2 separate regions of the Sus scrofa genome follow, and region 1 is linked to region 2. A link is a contact called in public Hi-C data. All regions are on one chromosome and are shown on one strand. Each heading gives the region's core, a stretch centred on a gene start, on an enhancer-like site or on the middle of the called end of the contact. The rest is flanking DNA. Distances are from core to core; before and after follow the strand shown.

Region 1 (7,556 bases), core at 1,642-4,141, 130 kb before region 2:
ACCCTGTCTCATACCTTCCATTATCTCTGATCTTTGTAGCCAAGTTTATTTTTAACTTTGAATTGGAACTACAGTTGTGGTTTCATGATGTCAGATGCCAGCAGGAAACTGAATGCTTAAATCAGTGATCCACATGTTCAAAAATATGTGAATGCTTAGCCCTGTGTAGCTCTGGTCCAAGAGGAAATGAATAATTACCGGTCTTTGGGTTACCACTCTCTGTCATATTTTAAACACATCATCTCTTTCGCTGGCTCTCTCATGGTGGCCACAGTGGCATTACTCACATTCTGGTGCTCTGCACAAGATGCTTAGTATGTGCAATGGCAGCACAGATTCTTATTGCCCAAGCCAGGGGCAGATGTGGGGTGGCTTTAATGCTCCCTGATATGTGGTCCACTGCCTCCCTGGACACCTCTGAGCAGTGAGCGCAGGGCTGTTCTAACCCAAATATATAAAGACTGTGACAAAGAGGAAAGATCACAAAACTGCAAGTGAAAAGGCCTGAATTTAGACTCTCACTCTATACCTCTGCCTTTCTTGTGTGTTCCTAAACAAATCATTTTCTCTTTTCTCTGTCTCATGTGTCTCATCTGTAAAACTAGTGAGTTGGACAAGATCAGCGTTTATCCATCTGAGATCCACAGACCTCCTGCTTCAGAAGAGCAGGGGTGCTTTTTGGCAGTGCAGATACTTGGTCCCTCCCTATTCTACTGAATCACACTCTAGCGGAGGTGGGGAGAGATGGAGGGAGTTTAGAAAGTAGGAAAGATCCAAACTCAACATTTTCATAGCTTCTCAAGTAACTCTTCTGCTTATTAATTAAAGTGTGGAATTCACTGAAATAGATGACCTGGTTCCCTACCGTGCTCTCATCAGGCTACTCTCTGCCACAAGATATTTTATAAAGAAAAAAAAGTTTTATTATGGATTTTTTTAGATTATTAAAGTTCAAGTTTGTATTCAGAATGTAAAATTCAGACTTGTAATTAAAAATTAATTCTAGGGATCAAGGTGCTCTCAACTGTCAATTACTCCACTTCCATTTATTGTTTTCCCCCTTGTATTTGCTTGAGTGGGAGGACAAAGCACAAATTCACTCCTAAACCTCTAGGAAGAACACATAACCTGCAGCTCATCATCTTGTCTCAGACTCCTATAGCAGATTTCTTTGATGTTGCATATCACTTCCCCTCAACTCACCCCTGATTTCAGCATGCTGGTGGTGGGCAGTTTCATGTGAACACGAATTCATCTTCAACTGGCAGTAACCCACTTCAAGCACCTACCAAAGAGTTTTCTTGATTTTTTTTAGTAAGAGCTTCACTGAAACAAAATTCACATTTCACAAAATCCACTTTCTTAAAAAATATCAATTCAGTGAATTTCAATATATTCACAATGCTGTGTATCATATACCACTAATTCTAGAACATTTTCATCAGCCGCAAAATAAATTCCATCCTCTCTAGGTCACTCTCCATTCTTGATTCTCCCCACCTCTGTCAACCACTAACTGACTCTCTAGGTCTATGGATTTGTCTATTCTGGCCTTTTCATAGTAATCATACAACAGGTGGTCTGGGTAACTGGCTTCTCTCAGTCAGCAAAATGTTTCCAAGATTCATTCATGTTGTAACATGTTTCAGAACTTCAATCCTTTTTGTGGCCAAATAATATTGTTTTTATATAGCGATGCTACATTATTTTTCGCCATCCATCCATCCATACATTTCTTTCCACCTTTTGACTGTTATGATTAGTGCTGTTATGAACATCCCTGGTGCAAGAGGTACATGATGGTACAAGCTTTTCTCTTGCTGCTTTCAATACTCTCTTCTGTCTTTGTTTTTCAAAAGTTTGACTACGACGTATGTATCTAAACTCAAAACTCCATCTTTTTGAGTTTATCCTGTCTGGAGACTTTTAAGCTTCTTAAATGTGTAGATAAATGTTTTTCATCAAATTTGGAAAGTTTTTTAAATTATTTCATGGAATATTCTTTCTATCCCTATATCTTTCTCCTCCCATTCTGGGATCTCCGTTATGTACATGTTGATCTGCTTGATAGAATCCTATGGGTCTCTGGGGACACTTGTGTTCTTTTCTCTTTTCCTTTCTGTTGTACAAATAAGATAATCTCAATTAGCTTGCTTTCAAGTTCACTAATTCTTTCTTCTTCCAATTCAGAACTGCTCTTGATCCCCTCTAGTGATTTTTTGATTTCAATTATTGTACTTTTCAACTCCAGAATTTCTTTTGTTTTTAATTTTTTTAAAAAAGTTAACATATCCAGAATTCCTATTTGGTTCTTTCATTATAATTCCTAACTCTTTATTAATTTTCTGTATTTTGTGAGCCATCATTCTCATACTTTCCTTTAATTCTTTAGACATGGTTTTCTTTATATCTTTGAACATATTTATGGCTGCTAATTCTTTTAACATATTTATGGTTACTAAGTCTTTGTGTAGTAAGTACAACATCTGGGCTTCCTCAGGGCAATTTCTACTGGCTGTTTTTGTTTGTTTGTTTTTCTGTGTGTTGGTTATATTTTTTTGTTTCTTTGCCTGTCTCATATTTTTTTTTTTTTTTTTTTTGCTAAAAGCTGAACATTTTAAATAACATAATGTGCCACCTCTGGAAGTCAGATTCCCCTACTTTCCAGGGTTTGTTGCTGTTGTTTGTTTGATGACTTTCATGAACTTATTCTGCAAAGTCTGTATCCTTTGTCCCATGCAGCCACTGGAGTCTCTGCTCTGTTAGCTTAGTGATCAGTTAATAATTAGACAGAAATTTCCTTAAATGCCTTGAACCAATGAGCCTCCAAGACCTTGCCTACAGGCTGTGTGTTTGTGTTGGGGCACACCTTCAACACTCTAGCAGAACATTACCAGCTATGTTTTTGCTTTCATTTCCTGCTTGTACAGAGCCTTGAGATCAACGCAAGGGGAGAGCTAGGGCCTTCGAGGACTTTCTTGAGTATATGCACAGCCCTGTTCTGTATTCGCTGGAATATATCAGAACCTTTAAAAATCCCCTGAGGACATTTAATTAACCAGTTTTTCCTCTTCAATTTTGTGGTCCTCCTTGGAGTCCCAGAATCTTGCTGTTTTTACTTAAGATTTGGCTATTTTGCTTTAATAAATACTCCTTGGATTATTGTAAGCCTTTAATTAATTTTCAGAGTTCTAAAAAAGCTGATATTGACAGTTCTTATTGCTTGTATGGAAGTGCAGATTTTTTTTTTAAAGTCTTTATTACACCATTCATTCAGTGCCTCCCACTCCTTGTTTGTTTTTGCGTTTATTTTACCCTTTGGCCTCCTCTAAATACCACCCCAACTCTGTGCAAGCATAAACCCAGAATTTCAGGGTAATTAAGCTCAAAGAAAAACCTCAACAATGAAGGGCTGGTGACAGTCCTTCAGATGAACGATTCTGACAGGCATTCTGTATGCTTCTCCCAGGTTCCGGGACAATCTGGCCCATTGCTTAATGTGCCTCAATAATATACTCTTATGCGAGCTCTTCCTCCTTTCCCACCTCACTGTCTCCACTCCTTCACTCCTGCTTCTGAGGATCATCTCCCAAATAAACTACCCATACCCTAGTTCTTACCTTAGGCTCTGCTTCAGAGAGGACCCAAACTAAAGCACTTATCACTTCTGGCAAACAGCACATAATTGTGGCACTCATGAACTATTATGTGCTTTGCTTCACCAAAATTGGCTGTGTTTTATCAAATCTGGATACATTCAATGGAAGTAGCACCTGTGTATCCCAGCATCACAGGAGGGTAGGCATTAAGAATAGCAGTTCTAAAACACAACAATTTCTAGGACAGAAAAAGAGCTGCCAGCACATGGATTGGGCGGGGGGGCAGGGACAGGATATCTCCGTATGTCACAATCCCTTTGCTCCCTAAATTAGATTTTATAACTAGAAAGGCAGCTTCCCTTGCACTAAATTCATCCTGCAATTAACAAGAATGAGGTCTGGGCAAGTTTTCTTGGTTGAGCCCTCAGATAATAACCACAGGGCAATGATGATGATGATCATTATGCTGAGAATAACAGAAATAATAGTTACCATTTTTGACAGCTGGCCATTCCAAGAACTCTCCATACTCGCTTAAAGTTTAGTCAACTCCAGCTAATAAGAGTTACCACCTGATGGGAATATGTGTCTGAGCTGCCTTCCTTTACTGGGTGCCAGAAGGCCATGGTGTTTATTTAAATTGAATTCGGATTTACATAAAGTACACGTGTATCCCCTGACTTTCAAATGTTCTTTTAACTATATAAACCTCATTTGCAGCATCCTTCCATCTGGAGATCCTTGTTGCTATTCCAAGTGGCCATGGGATGCATTAGGCCCTGGCACACATGATTACTGTTACCAGGTACTTACAGAAAAACCAGCACCAGCAGTTTCTATCAAGAAGCCTAAACGACAGACTTTGGAAAGATTTGAAGGGTCCATGTCTTTGCCTCACTTGTAAAAGGTGATTCTCTTACAAGAAAGAAGGCTTTCAGCCACCTCTGGGCAAGGGATCTGGCCTGTCTCAGCAGCAGAATTAATGAAAATATAGGCTATCCCGATTTAGAAATCAAAGGCATCTTTCAATTAAGGATTTGACAAAGGTAACAAATATTAGCTTTAAAATTGTACAGAAATACTGAGTCTACTTTTTGGGATAAAACACACACAGTGTTTTACGCTGTTAATTATAAGTGGTTAATTTTAAGTGGCATTTAACACACTCTGGTGCTAATTTCTCCTCAGTGGAATAGTTGTGAAACCTTTTGGCGAGGGTAATAATAATAAGAGCAATAACAGGTTCTATTTTTTTAGTACCTATTACGCTCCAAGAACTTTGTATTCATTATCCTTCTTACCCTTCAGAAATACTCTGTAACAGGATAACTAGTACTCCATAGGATCCCCATTTTACACATAAGGAAACTGCTGTTTACAGAGGTTAAATTGCCTAACTTAGTGAATGAATCTATGAATGAATGAACAAAAGAGAGTGAATGAAAGAAATTAATTATTTTAATGAAAGGGGATGTGGACTGTTCTAAAGTTGGTCTGGTAATGTTTCTACTATTTTCATATTGGTTTAGAAATAACAACGTTTTTTTCTTCTCTTCAATGCCTCATGCCAGGTTGAAATTTTCCTGATAGTGGATCCAAAATTTCACAGAATTCTCATATTTTTCTGTCTGCAATTTCTTACAGATTTTTTCTGAAAACATATTTTTGACCCAACTAAAGACAATTTACTGACAATATATATATTTATATATTTCTGCCCTTATTTAATATTTCACAAATCCATGTAACTCCAGAAATAGTCAAAGAATGACCTCTACACAATACTTATAAAGGCTTTGTGTCAAAATTAACTTTAGCACTTGAATTAGAAAAGTATTTTTTAAGTTTTTTAGATTTTTTTGTTATAAAAATATTGCCAACTAATTATAAAAAGTTTAACAAAACAGAAAATAATAGAAAGTACTATTTATAAACACATATGATATCTCTTTTGAAAGACAGCCACTGTTAGCATTGTGTTGTACAATATTTCCTTCTAGTCTTTCTATGCATAATTTTTGATTTCCTTCTTTATTCTTTCTTTCCTTTTTTTTTTTTTTTTTTTTTTTTTAGGGAAGGTAAGGTTATTTCCAGTCTATCATTCTTTGTTTCTGTTAACATTTAAATTTGAGAAGTTTGGGGCCACCTTTTAAACATCTTTTTTAATGAAATATGAAAAAGATATCTATTGCTATATTATTTGAGACAAAATCTGTACATCCAGCAATTGGAGCATTTAAGGATATCTACTTGAAAGTATGTAATGCAAAGAATGTAGATAGATGTATTTCCTTAGGTGCAGACTGACCATAGGTCATCTTAACTTTAACAGGTTTGATTTTTTAAAAAATTGTTTCCTCACTAATATTTTTCTTTTTAAATAATTCATGTTCCCAGCTGCTCAAACATGCTGCTTGAGTATGAGAGAAGATACGGCAGATATTGCTAAGGTGTCTTCCAATTCTACAGCCAATCAAAGACCAAATTGCTAGTTTTTCCATGCTTATTGCAACAAGTGAAACAATAAAAAAGCTAAGCTAATTATATCCCTGTGCCAACAACTTCTCCATTTCCACCCCCCAAGATAACTGACAATAATAATCTGGTATGCACCTATCCTCCTTTTTCCTGGCTCATGATACCAGCACAAGCAAGTATAGAGATACACGTTGGAAATTCATACGGAAATATTTCTAGATAGTTATATGGCGTTTGGGATTTGCTTAAAATTATTTATTTATACAAAAATGCACACATATACATCCTCTAACATAAATAGAATTATATTTTGCATATTGGACCATTTTAGAAAAGTCTTTGGGGGGCTTTTACTTGGTTTCATTTTATTTATTTATTTATTTATTTATTTATTTATTTATTTATTTATTTATTTTGGGGGGGTTGTGGGGTTGTATCTTTGTTTGTTTTTGAACATGCCTGCAGCATGGCGAAATTTCCTGGGCCAGGGATCAAAGCCACACCACCGTAAAGTGACAATGCTGGCTCCTTAACCCACTGTGCCACAAGTGAACTCCTACTTATTTATCTGTATTGAAGTATAGTTGATTTACAGTGCTGTGTTAGTCTCTGGTGTACAGCAAAGTGATTCAATTATAGATATATACTTACATACTTATATATATTTATATACTTTTTCATATTCCATTATGTTTACTACAGGATTTTGGATATAGTTGCACATGTTATATAGTAGGATCTTGTTGTTCCTAGGAAAAGCTTTTTTATTTTTGCTGTTGCCTTTTTTTTTAACCTGCTTCTATCTCCACCCCCATTCCCTCTCCACTCACCTTTCTATCGCATGTTAACTATCAATGTGTACCCCTCTGCACTCTGCATATACTTATCTCCACACACAAGCATATTTATTCATATACACATATGTAATATTCATAAATCATCAGATATATAGCGGCTTTTTGGCATTGTTTGCTTTATAAAAATAGAGTCATAATATGCTATGATCCCTGTATCTTACTTTCCTTCTTTGGCAATACTCTGGCAATCCCTGGGAGTCAACAAATCAGTTGAATAAAATCACATTCCTTTTAATGACTGTGTGATATGCTATGAGGTGCATGTATTCTAACTTATTTATCCTTCTTTCCTATTCATTTGGCATTTACTTTGTTTCCAGGTTGTTGTCACTGTAGCAATGCCGGTTCCCCACAAGCAGATTGCTGGGTCAAAGGGCATATGAATTTTTTAGTTTTAAAAGAAAGATGTAACTAAATTACTTTCTTCAAAGACTGTAAGAATTTACAACATCAAGGCATAAGACTTTCCTTTACCCTGTGTCTCCATCATACCCATCAAACTAACAGTTCAAAAGAGCGATCTCTTATTTCTACTTTAATTTGTATTCTGCTAATTGGAGCACCTCGTTTTCTATTGACTATTTAGATTTACTCTTTTAAGAATTATTTATTTATATCATTT
Region 2 (6,815 bases), core at 3,218-5,717:
GAAAGGAGCACTTAACCCAGCCTGGGGCAACAGGATGACTTTCCAGAAGAGCAACGCCTGAGCTGAGCTTGGACAGAAGGATAGCTATGGAGGAAAAGATGGGCATGAAGTATGTTCCAGAAATAGAAAACATCATAGAGAAAGGCATGAGAGACCATGTTCCATTTTAGGAATTCAGGTAAATCAGTTGCCTGGAGGGACATAAAGTGTGTTGGAATGGTGAGGCAAGAAGCTCCAGAGGTAGGCGGGGACTAGGTTGCAAAGAACCTTGAGTGCCTATAGCAGTTATCTATTGCCATGATGACGCTGCATAACAAATCATCTGCAAGCCCTGTGGCTTAAAACAACAGCCATTTATTATTGCTCACAAGCCTATAGTTCAGCTGGGGTGCTCTTCTGGTCTCACGTGGTGTCACTCACATGTCTACAGGCAGAAGTGTACCCTGGGGAAGCCCTTCCACTGATCTTGGCTGAGTGTTCTCACATGTTTGGAGTTGGCTGGCAGTCAGCTGGCTTAATAGAGCCTTGGCTCTTTTCTACTTGTTTCCAGCATCTGCACAAGGTTAGCCTGGGCATGTTCATGACAAAAGAGAGATGAGAAAGAGAATACACCCAGTCGTGCAAGAGACAAGAGAAAACACACATGTTTTTCCAGCCTCTGCTTGCCATCATGTTTGCTAACATTCCAGGGACCAGTACAAGTCACACGGACGTACCCAGAGTCCAACTGGAGGTTATTACAAAGATAGGGAGCAAAGGCTGGACATTGGGATGAGCCATTAATGCAATCAATCTACCATAGCGCCCTATAAAGGAGTTTGAGTGTTTGTATTTAGACACATGTCACCATTCCTACCGATTCTGAAATCTTGAGTCTAGAGATTGTATTTTATTCATTACTCTATCACCAATAGCAGTATAATTATATACACAAATATACACTCAAAAAATTTTGGTCAGGTACAACTGAATCACTACTTTTCATAATTTATTTCATATACACCATCCCTGAATTTCCTAAACTCTTTTTAAATCTATTTATATTTTAATCTATATCATCCTTGGAGTCCATGGTTCTATATATTTATTATCTGCTGTGCAATCTTCATTGCCTAAGTACCATCTCCTTCAAGCTTAGCCAGGAAAATTCCAATGTTAAAAGGAATGGCAAAAACAAAACAAAACAAAAAACAACTGTGGGTTTTTTCCTCATGCTCTTCCTAATTTTGCAAATTTCAAAGTGACCCTTACTCTTCTAGAGGAAATATTTCAAACTTTTCAGCCTGCCCTCCAGCTGTTTAAACAGTGTTCTCTCTGTACCCTTCTCTCAATCTTGGGAGGAGTAACTAGAAGTGCCTTCAGGATTCCAGGGAAAAATACTTTGGTTTGGGTTTGAGGTTTCCCAACTATTACAGACTCTGGATACCAAATGGATAAATTGAGCCAGAGTCATTTATAATGAAGCACTGAGAAACAAGCCACCTAAATCCCCATTCTGGGCATAGCCTGCCTCCTTGTGCCCTCATCCCTGTCCCCAACAGTTCCATTCACAGTGCACATCTAGAAGTCCTGCACAGGAGAGTAGCCTTTCCCTGGGTGCCAAGTGGCAAATACCTTACAGCCATCTTTGCCTCCTCTTTTTCTTTCACATTCCGTATTCAATCCAGCAGCAAATCACGTCAGCTCTATCTTTAAAATTCATCCAGAATCTGACCACGTCTCAGCACAGCCACCACTGCTACCCTGGTCCAAGCCACCACCATTCCTCACCTGGATTATAGAAAACAGCCTCCTAACCACACTCCCTGCCCCCATGTCTCCCACACAGCAACCAAAATAGAAGCCTGGGCATGTCCCTCCTCTGCTCAAAACTCTCCAGTGGATTCCTCTCACAGTGATCTGCAAGGACCAACATGATTCTCCCCAAACCCTTCATCTTATCAAGTACCAGTGCCATCTTGTCTCACTCTGATACAGTCACAGTGGTCTTCTTATTGCTATTGAGCTTGCCGATCATTCTGCCACCTCGGTCAGGTTCATTGCCTTTGATGTTCTTCATCCTGGAACAGAGTTGCCACACCCATATGGCTCACCAGTTCTCTGTTCAAACTTCACCTTGTCAGCTGTCCTTCCCTACCTGCCCATTAGGAATTAGCACTGGTGGCTCCTTCTCACCCTGTGACTCTCTATTCCTCCCCATTTGCCATGTCATATATTTATTTGTATACTTGTTTATTATTTGGCTCCCCCACTAAAATTTAAGATCAGTGACAATGGGAACATATCTGTCTTATTTGCTATTTTATTCCCGGAGCCTAGGATTTAGATTTGGTATGTGGTAGACTATCAACAAATGTTTGAACCAGGTAGTTTTATCCCAACCACACTGCATGTAAGCATTAGGCACAGGCTAACTCCGAAATATGTTGGGTTTTATTTATCCCTTCCCCTTCTGGCCCATTTCTCAAAACTACTCAGACTTACATTTGCTAATCATACTAAGAAAGTTGAGGAATGAATTCTGCAGTATTTGGGATCAACTTCAAACATATGCTTTAAAAAAAAAAAGAAAGAAAGAAAGTTTCCCATCCAAATTCCTAAATTCATGTGCATATGAATAAAATAAACCTGCCTAATCACCTTCAAATCACTTGGGTAGCTTTGAACATAGAGTGATAATGCCACAAGCTTCTCTAAATGCATGCCAGGCACTTGCCAACTGGATCCTTCCTTTAATACCCAACAACTGACAACTTTGAAGTATACATATTTAATATTTTCCACATATCCACATCTAAATAATCAAACTATAAAATCCACTGGAATTCTTGATTAATTATCCAGACTTTACCAAGCTACGTCATGTCTAAGTGCTCCCCACCCCCGCCCAAGCAGCCAACCCTGAATGTCACTAACATGAAAAGCATTGTCACCCACCCAGAGAAGCCTAAATATTTGCTTTAATCTGCTAGGGGAGGGCCATTTGGGCAGTTCCCTCAGATGCATTTCTCTTTTCTCCATCTGCTCTTCCTTTTATCCTGATTTACCTTGCAAGTACATAAGGCAATGGTTTTCAAACTGGATGCTATGGCACCCCAGAATCTGAACACTTTACCAAATTTTGAAAAAAAATCATATCTGCTGCCACTGAGTACACATACTGTTACTGAGATGCCAGGATTCATCTTGCAAAGAGTAATAGCAGGACCAGCCACAAAGAAAGACGGTATATTTTCTGAAACATGTAAACAGTTTGTTCCACAAACATATCAGACATCAAGTTCAGGGCAGTAAACAGCTGTCCTTGAACCTAGACAGAGCACCGAAAAGCAATCACACAAGCTGTGCTCTGCTCTAGTTATTTTTATGGACACCATGAGATCGGTTTTATCATACTTGAGATGGTGGCATAGTTTTGATTCTTTGAAGCCCTTCATTTGTGTTTCCAACAATTCCAGCACTTGAAAGTATGCTACAAACACAGAAGATTGAGAACCTTCAATACAACAGAAGGCTTTATACTTTTGTAAAAGACCTGGGGATACATACAGATTTGGGTTATCTATGATTATCTGATTTTGGTTATGTGAACCTACTCCTTCAGAGGAAATATGAAATTAAGCGAACGCTTTAATTTAAGGACAGATTCTGCATCCCAGAGGCAATTTTCAGAAATAAAGTCAAAGTAAATTAGACCAACCCTAAATCTAACATCTCCATCAGAAGACATTATATGATCCTAGATACTCTCTTTATTGCAGCTTGTGCTCTGCGACATAACTATCTCTCAGGATGCCAAAAAGAGGAGACTGTGAACATCAGAGAGCTCAAAATTTCCCAAAGTGTTCCTCTTCCCTCTGTTTTCCATCTTCCAACTAAATCGTATTGGCAGCCCTTTTCTCCCCTGAAGGTTTGTGTCTGAACCTGATACAGGGCTGGGGCCTCTTTTGGAGTAAGCTTTTGCTTCAATAAGTTGTATCACAGAAATAAATGTGAGAGCTTCCCGTCCCTGCCAATCATATCCATTCAAAATAATAGCACTTGCCAGGACCGGAGGTTGTGGGGAGGGAAGAAAGAGGAGAGCAGGGAGGAGGTAATGTCAGGAATTGTTCCCTTGCAGCTGGTATTGCTCAGTAACAACTGTTCCTGCAAAACAAAAGATCACTTCAGAAAGCCAGACAGACAGAGGCCAACAGAAAGAGATCATTATAATCACATGTTAGAATCAAACAGCTTGAATTACTTTGTTCAAGCCTCTTTAAGTTTCCTCGCTGTTTCATATAAACGTAACAATTCGACATACTCTACTATAAATACTATAGCATCAATATAATGACAAAGAAATCATCCTTCCAAACATCTACCAATTAACAGGTTTCTTTTCTGCTTAGCTTCCTCCATCCTGGGGAGAAAAGATTAAAGATGTTCTAACACAGGGAGGCAGTGTAGCACAGTGGTGAAGAGCACAGGCTTGTCCCCAGAGCAGGATACTGTCCCAGCTTTGCTTCTTATCTGTGTGACCTTGGGCAAGTTTCTCAACCTCTCCAAAGGCTTAGTTTTCTCCATTGCTAAATGAAGATTGAAACTCATCTCCTTGATGGGATTGTGAGAATTAAGAGAAATTGCATGTGAAACACTGAGCACAGCACCTGATCCCCTAAAGACCATGTAGTAAGTGTTTGTTGTTTGGAGTCAATAAATAGGTGAAGAAACAAATACGTCATTTTCCCCTTTGGACTTCTCATTTTCTATCCTCATCCCACCCCCAATCTAAGCCAAAAAGAGGGAAGTCTTTGGAAGTAGTTGTGGCACGCTTGTCAGGTCAGATTGCCAAAGGAGAATGTGATGTCTAATTGGCTGGTCTTAGCTTTGCTGTTGGATCAAAGACCTGCTCCACAGCTGTCCTTCCCTCACCCTTCTCATATGTCCCCTCCCGTCACACAGCAGCCACTGGGCCTGTCCATGTGGGAGATGACTATTACGTGCCAGCAGTTAGGTAGGTCCCGTTCAGGAAGTAAGAATTACCCAACTTTTATGTAGAGACAGTGTCCTGGGGCAAAGTCACAGTGATAACAAGGAGACAGGTGTTGGGGGTGGGGTAGGAAAGAGGCTTTTTTTTGTCGGGGGAGGGGGGGAGTATCTTTTTTTTCTTAATAGACAAATATGTGAAGTGTTCCTAGCTTTAGATCTTAGCTTTTTCCTTAAGATGTTTACTTAACTGTCTATAACTTCTTCAACACAACATCAAGACTGACCACATCCCACATAATCAGAAAAAGACAAGGGAACACTCCTTAGGTCTATGTGAACGATGGAACCAAGGAGGAATTTTACAATTATAGGTTTCCTCTGACGAAAGAACCAAAAGGTCCTCTGCACACCAAACTCATTTCATGACCGCTTTGGCCTCAGAAGAAGTGGGTGGCACAGTCACTTTCAGTGGTTTATGGGCTATTCCAATGTCCGCATCAGGGAAAAGAAATCTGGTCACGTGCAAAACCCCAACTGCTGATTCGAATGAGTTGCTGTGACAATGTTTTAAAAAATGCTTCCTAAAGGAATACAGCATGCACCCACGTGAAGGTATTTGCCTGTGTCAGAAGTTGCAGAAGTGCTAAGTGACACTGAGCTCAGCTGGCCTAAAGCCAAGTGAAGTATTTCACCCTGAAGGAAATTATAGTGCTGTCATTGTGTTGTAATCAGCCTCTATAAAATGAAGCATTGTGTTTCTGCTGAGTCGTGAGCAGAAAAAAATGATGCAGGATCTGGCTTCCTTAGGGGAAGAGGGAGAGTGTATCTCTGCATCCACAGAAGAGGATATTCCATTTGGTCTCCTGAAGTATATATTTTGCTCATCTTTTTTTTTTTTTTTTTAATTCTGCCTTTTCAAAGGGAGTTGTCTCTGACCCAAAATTGCAACACTCACTATGTGCAGAAGATGTTGCCATCTTTGTTGCCACTGATTTATAGAAGAGCACTCATTGTTTACACCCATCTTAATATACAAGAAATTTAGGTGGAGGGAAGAAAGTCTTGAAAATATGACACATGCTGAATTTTTCTCAGCTGTCTCCAGCAGCAGAAACCAGGCCAACACTTTAATGAAGAGGCCCACGAGGCGTTTCCACATTTTAAAGCCTCAGCAGTTAAATGGAAAATTAGCTCAGGCATATATGCTCAAGTATAGTAACTAGGCAAGCCTGCTGAAAACCAAAGGTTGTCATTACAACAGGTCATTTGCTGGTTAGGAAAGAACAAAGATCACGATAGTTCAACTCTAACATTAAAAAAAAAAAAAAATTCCCAGTAGTTGGATAATGTGGTACTTTAGGCAAGAGACCTAATAAAATACTCTCTGGTTATTCCTACATGGCCCAATCCTATTCTTCTCTTATTTCAATACTCTGAGCACCTCTTTCAGTTTTGAAAATAAAACCCCCAATTTTTATCTACAGACATGTGACAGACTGATTTTGCTAAGAGTCTCAGACCTAATCTCTATTAATGTTTAGCTTCTGGTTGCCTCCAGTTTAGAAGTTGGTGTGCCCACTAGAGGGGAAGGCGAAATAGCCAATGACATCTTATTTTGTTTGACAGATAGGGTTTTTGTTTTGTTTTGTTTTGTTTTAGTATATCTGTTCCTTTGAGGAAATAATAATTACAGCTACTATTTACCAAGTGTTACACCAGGCACCATCCTAGAGGTTTTAAAACATGATCTCCTTTAATCTCTACTTTTTGAAGTTGAACCTATTATCTTCATTTTACAGAGAAGGAAATTAGGATTTAGAGGAGTTTCACAATTTGCCCAGGGT

The links. Hi-C and Micro-C count contacts between places; a contact is called where the count stands out from the background.
Region 1: a contact with region 2 is called in a Hi-C map of liver, with 4 times the contacts expected there. The contact joins two enhancer-like sites. A contact is called at or near these places in 8 of 47 Hi-C or Micro-C datasets (embryonic fibroblasts, fetal skeletal muscle, fibroblasts and 3 more) and 1 of 2 datasets of contacts at active chromatin or transcription factors (skeletal muscle).

What each region holds. Positions count from the first base shown.
Region 1 is chr15:107,211,071-107,218,626 of Sscrofa11.1, reverse strand. No RefSeq gene overlaps it. Among named protein-coding and RNA genes, the nearest start is that of CTLA4, 68 kb to the left of the region's middle. Within about 2 kb of position 2,891, at least 10 of the 83 cell types and tissues checked have an H3K27ac peak or open chromatin away from gene starts, as enhancers often do. A contact at or near this core is called in liver, where this site is marked.
Region 2 is chr15:107,085,678-107,092,492 of Sscrofa11.1, reverse strand. No RefSeq gene overlaps it. Among named protein-coding and RNA genes, the nearest start is that of CD28, 39 kb to the left of the region's middle. Within about 2 kb of position 4,467, at least 29 of the 83 cell types and tissues checked have an H3K27ac peak or open chromatin away from gene starts, as enhancers often do. A contact at or near this core is called in liver, where this site is marked.